Regions from separate parts of the Sus scrofa genome. Here region 1 is linked to region 2. The links are chromatin contacts, called in public HiChIP or PLAC-seq maps. All regions are on one chromosome and are shown on one strand. The core of a region is the stretch at or near the end of the contact, and the rest is flanking DNA. Distances in the headings are between cores, read along the strand shown.

Region 1 (2,754 bases), core at 165-2,664, 460 kb before region 2:
AATCGGAGCTGTAGCCACCAGCCTATGCCAGAGCCAGAGCAACGCCAGATCTGAGCTACGTCTGCAACCTACACCACAGCTTACAGCAATGCCAGATCCTTAACCCACTGAGCGAGGCCAGGGATCGAACCTGCAACCTTGTGGTTCCTAGTCGGATTCATTAACCACTGAGCCATGATGGGAACTCCTGCTTGGACTTTTGTTCTGCCCCCTCTCTCTCTGAGGGGAGGAGGAAGGAGATTTCCCTGTTAAAGATCATTATTAATTTATGTAGTTTGAACTCATTCTGACCGTGATCCCTGAGAATAGACAAGGGATTAAATACTTTGCTTGTACCGAATTGCTGATACAAGCGAAGTTTATTGACAGCGCTTTACAGGCTCCGGGCTCTGAGCTTTACAAAGAATTGTGCCTCAGGTCAGAGTTAATAATTGGCGGAGCCCAAACTGGAGCCCCAGGCTGTCCGATTCCAAAGCCTGTGCTCATTTACTGTGCAAAATTAGATCACCATCACTTAAAATGGATGTTTTGGATGCTCAATCAACAAAGAAGGGGAGAAAGTCCTCAGATAAAAATCTGGCTTAAACTTTTCTACCTTTGCATCTGCACATCTTCCGCTTTACTATTTTAAGTGATTAGCTTATGCTTTGAGCAAATATTAGGATGAGGATGCCAGTGACATCCAGTTCCCCAGGCTGCTTTTAAATCTGGGTGCCCTGCTGCCAGTGAGGCCATTGAATCAATTTTTCCAGTGACCCAGCAGTTTGCCCGTAAACATTAGGAAAATCAAATAGAGAATGATATTTATAGCAAGGGTAAAATTCTATAATGTGTCTTGAACACTGAGAGAGAGAGCAATAGGCAGGACATTTTGTTCCTGTCTCATTAACTTAAATCTGGAGGCGGTCAGGCTAGAAGGAGGCCCTTTGCATGTTCAAAGCCATATTGTTAAAGAAATAAAAAATTAAAGCCCTCTACAACTATATTATATTTTTGTGTTACGTGGTTATGTTATATTACATTGCCTGTTCCATCCGACACTCTTCTCTGAACCCCAGGCCTGAGCCCCGCAGAGAGCCATAGAGGATGCTTTATGTTTGCAACTGCCTGCTGGCCCCTCCCATTAGGCTTAGCCCACCACAGCCTGCCTCCTCTGCCCCCTGCCGTCTCACCAATGCCTAGTTATCTAGAAGGAGGAGGATGAGTGTCTGGGGCCCCAGTGGGCAGGAGCTCCAGGGACACGAGGGGGATGGGCTGCTCAGAACGGCTGTAAAGGGACTTTGTCCACATATCAAGCTTTTGCAGTCATGACTTCTGGAACAAATCATGTTTTGTTCTTGCTTACCAGCCCAGGGGAAGCAAGAGGGGCCTCTTTTTTTCCTCATGCCTCTAAGTTGTGAAGCCCAGTCCTCTCTGAGGTCAAAGGGACTTTTCTTTATTTCTAAATCTTAGTGACACATGTCAGAGCCTTTGCCTCTGTTATAAACTGAGTTTTCCTATCTGTGAGTCAGTTTTCAGGCTGCTTCTTTGATTCCTCAGATGGTTGCTTGCTTGCTAGGTAGGGAACAGGGGAGTTGGTCCCTGGAGACCTGGAAAGGTCCATGGTGTCCTGGCCAGGTGAAGCATGAGGACATCCTTGGCTGCCTTCAGTCATCCATTCTTGGCCTGTTTTATTTTCATAGATTAGTTATGACCTAAAAGATTTTCTTTTGCGGTGGGGTGGGGGGGGAGTTCCCATTGTGGTGCAGTGGAAATGCATCCAACTAGGAACTATGAGGTTATGGGTTCGATCCCTGGCCTCGCTCAGCGGGTTAAGGATCTGCCATTGATGTGAACTGTGGTGTAGGTTGCAGATGTGGCTCGGAGCTGCCGTAGCTATGACTGTGGCGCAGGCCGGTAGCTACAGCTCTGATTAGACCCCTAGCCTGGGAACCTCCATATGCCTCGGGTGTGGCCCTAAAAAGCAAAAAAAATTTTTTTTTACCCCCAGAGGGACATTATGGGTCTTTTACTTGGGTCAGTGTCTATGTTAGGAGGGCTTAGTTTGAGGGGCCTGCGAACTGCTGTTCTAACCATTTCCTTAATCGTAGAGTCCCTACCTGGGTCAGGATGGACCAATCAGCAAGCCATGACGGTTACCCGTTCAGATGGGCTTGGGGATGACAGTACCAAACATTTGGCCCTGTGAAATCCCCAGCAGCACCTGGCTTTAGAGATGGACAAGGAGAAATAGCTCAGCTCTTTCCTAAACGCCTGTGGTACTGGTACACCCTGTGTAACTTGCCTTCCATTCAGCATCCTGGGTAAAGGTGCAAAGAATCCTTTCATGTCAGTTTCTCCAGCTTCCTGTTCAGTGTTTCTAAGAGCTCAGTAAGGGAAAGCTCAGAATAGGATACTTTGAAGCAAGTTATACAAAAGACTGCAAGGTTGATTGAGACCCTTCCTTCTGGAGGGCGTGTTGGGGAGGAGTCTAGCTGAGGTCTGCCTAACTGAGGGAGCTGCCCAGGTGGGAGGGGAGGGGGGCAGGCAGCCAAAGGGCTGGTTTCAGGTCCTCAGAAGATCTGCTTGCCTGCTGCTTTGAGACTATCCGCTAAGTAAATATCAAACAATTTTATTAACAGTCCCCAGAGTAATAACTGGTGACATTGAACGATAAGCAAAAAGCAGGAAGATGAACTGTACTTCTCAGGTTGTGTGGTCTGGCCAAGAACTCATCAACAGTACTGGTTTTTCTTACCTGACTAAACATCAATA
Region 2 (2,801 bases), core at 271-2,770:
GGTCAAAACAGCACATTTCCTGATTGCCGTGAAATGCCATAACTACAAGCCTCTTAGCTAAAGGGTGTCAGCCCTGTGAACACAAGAGTTCTGCCCATCACGCTGCTACTGGCCACTGAGCTCTCCTCTCACCTGGATGGGAGAGCGAGGGCCTGGGGAACATGGAAGCGGTCAGCCACGGGGCACCCCAAGATCTACAACAGCGCTCACGTGCACGTGTGTGGAGTCCATCTCTCCTAGGCTCCAAGACATGAAAGAGTTATGCTCTTGAAGAGAAGGCCGGCCAGCCAGTGTAGAGGAGAAGTGGGGCGTATTTCCTGGTCAACTAGATCATGGATACACTTGGCTGAGGTCGTTCTGCTCAGCAAGTGTTAGGGAGAGGAGCTTGCTGGTTTTTTTTGCCTGGTATGGAGTGTATACCTTTTTAAAAATACAAGGCTCTGGGCCTTCCCTTTTTAAAAATACAAGGCTCTGGGCGGAGACACTACCTTGCTCAGGGCTGGGGTCCCCTGCAGCTGCAGGAGATAGACAGCCACCTTACCTGTCTGAGAGCTGCCCCGAAATGAAGGAGCCCACCAGCACACCCCCGAAAAACAAGGAGATCGTGAGCGGGGCCTTCCAGTCGTCCTCACACACCAGGTTCCACTGAAAGAGGAGCAGAGGGATGTATCACTCACTTCTTTTAAAAAATGTTTTAAATGTAAGGCTTCTTGTTGAATGAAATTGGAATATCCTGCCTCCCCACACGCTCTCTTTACACCACCGCAAGGGTGTGTGAGCTCACTGAGGCAAGTGAAGGCTCATCAGGTGACGAGGCAGAAAGCAGGGGTCTCCTTGCAGGGAGACTGGCCTTGCTCGCCTTCCTATTTGTAAGAGCTTTTAGCTCCACTATTTTGCTACCAATTCAAGGAGGGGAGAAAGGCAGGGAGTAAATATTTCACCTATGTACCAATTCAGAAGGAGGTGAGGTCTCTCACGGTTGCTCTTAAGGATGTGGGCTGAGCCCAGGACTGTGGGCTCATTTCATTGGGGATTAGGCCATTGGCAGGGATGGCACAGGAGCGGTTCTGGAGCAGGGCTCAGTGGCTCTAAGAGTCAAGGCATCCAGCGAAGGTCTGAGGCCAGAGAGCATGGTATGTACCATCTGAATCTGTTCCTTCAGCTCTGCTCAGGCCCTAACTCTGGGCCAATGACTCTTGGGTCCTTCTGCTGACATTTAGAGCTGGGATCCTGGATGCTGCGCCAACACTAGGCCCAATGACAGCCAACAGCTCTGAACAAGGAGTTAAGAAACTGAGTTTTAACTTCTACCCTACTGTCATTCCACCTTAGACAAGCTCTTTCCCCTCGTTGTGCCTTAATTTCCCCATTTGCGAAACAGTGATTCAGACAGGGAATGGGCCGCAGTGCTTGAGTTTCTCAGGACCCAATGTGGAGCTCCATCCACAGTCAGCATGGAGAGGTCTGTGGGTGGGGAACCACCTGAACACTCAGACATTAGATTATTCCAGCCTAACAAGGGCCAAAAGAAGGAAGAAAAACCAAAACAGGAAGCTTGGTGGTTCCCAGAAAGATGTTTCCCAGAAGAGAGAGATGGCGCTCAGCAGTAATCAAGAAGGCCACCTTCCCGGGAAATTAGACCCTGGCTTGTCTGGTGCCAGAAAGTGAGCCTGCCCTCCATAGAGCCTGCATCTCTTCCAGGCCAGACCCAGAGAGAAAAAACCAGTCTGTTTCTGGGCCCAGCTGGGCAGTGTGTGCACATAGCCTCCAGGCATCTTAGAGGGGGTCAGAGGGCAGCCCTCAGGGTGGACATGAAGTACCGTCGCAGCCGATGATAAGGATCACTCAGCCACACAGCTGGCTCTCTGCTCTAGAACAATCGTGTACCTTGGATGGCCCGAGGATGGGGTGCTGATCCCCAGTGCAGGGAAAAGGCGGGGGTCACCAACTCCTAAATCTAGAGGAAGCCCAGTCTGGCAGGAGACAGGCAAAGAGCACCACGGCCTGAATGGTCAGGCTATGCGAGCCTTCCCACCTCTGCAGCCTCAGAGTGCTCCTAGGGCAGCCCCTGCCTGGACACAGCTGCTGAAGTCAGGATGGGAGTGGCAAGGGAGGCAGAGCTGAGGGACTAGGTGATAGGGTGCCAGCCTCTGCTGTCAGGCAGAGCTTCAGGGCCAGATTAAGGCTATTGCCACTTTTGAATATGATGGGAACTATTCCCAGCTAGCATGCATTACTAATAATCAAAAGATAATCAAAATGAAGAGAATTAGCAGCTGCTTCCCAATAGGTCTGTCATGAGGGTTAGGGACTGATATAGCTGAAATACTGGATGGGACGTCCACAGGGGTTTCTGCAATGAGTCGTGGGGTAGAACTATCCCCAGCCTCACACCACGTCAAGTCTCTCCATATAGGCTTCTAGGGACTTCTGGACTGGCAAGGCCAGGTGCCACCTGGAACCAGGTCAGTCTATGCTCTGCAGGAAACAAGGTGCCTGTAGCACCTCTTGGGAAAGGTCCCCAGAGCATCTCTCCGGCTCCCACAGCCTCATTCCCACCACCTGGACCTTACTCAGGCAAGTGGGTAACTACCTGAAGTCACTGCGGTCTCTATCCACCACTGACATGTCTTTTCTTATTTTTCTTTTTTTGTCTTTTTGTCTTTTTAGGGCTGCATCCACAGCATATGGAGGTTCCCAGGCTAGGGGTTGAATTGGAGCTGTAGCCACTGGCCTACACCACAGCCCCAGCAATGTGGGATCTGAACTGCATCTGCGACCAACACCACCGCTCACAGCAA

Evidence for each region. HiChIP or PLAC-seq counts read pairs in DNA pulled down with a chosen protein or histone mark.
Region 1: an H3K27ac HiChIP or PLAC-seq map of alveolar macrophages shows a contact between it and region 2. The contact joins two enhancer-like sites. A contact is called at or near these places in 1 of 5 promoter capture datasets (liver), 4 of 47 Hi-C or Micro-C datasets (alveolar macrophages, embryonic fibroblasts, mesenteric adipose tissue and 1 more) and 1 of 2 datasets of contacts at active chromatin or transcription factors (alveolar macrophages).

Annotation. Positions count from the first base shown.
Region 1 is chr2:135,130,566-135,133,319 of Sscrofa11.1, reverse strand. No RefSeq gene overlaps it. Among named protein-coding and RNA genes, the nearest start is that of SOWAHA, 7.3 kb to the left of the region's middle. Within about 2 kb of position 1,414, at least 8 of the 83 cell types and tissues checked have an H3K27ac peak or open chromatin away from gene starts, as enhancers often do. A contact at or near this core is called in alveolar macrophages, where this site is marked.
Region 2 is chr2:134,666,735-134,669,535 of Sscrofa11.1, reverse strand. It overlaps SLC22A5 (solute carrier family 22 member 5), which reads right to left. Exons shown (of 14, transcript XM_021085423.1): 2 at 542-645. Among named protein-coding and RNA genes, the nearest start is that of SLC22A5, 7.3 kb to the right of the region's middle. Within about 2 kb of position 1,520, at least 3 of the 83 cell types and tissues checked have an H3K27ac peak or open chromatin away from gene starts, as enhancers often do. A contact at or near this core is called in alveolar macrophages, where this site is marked.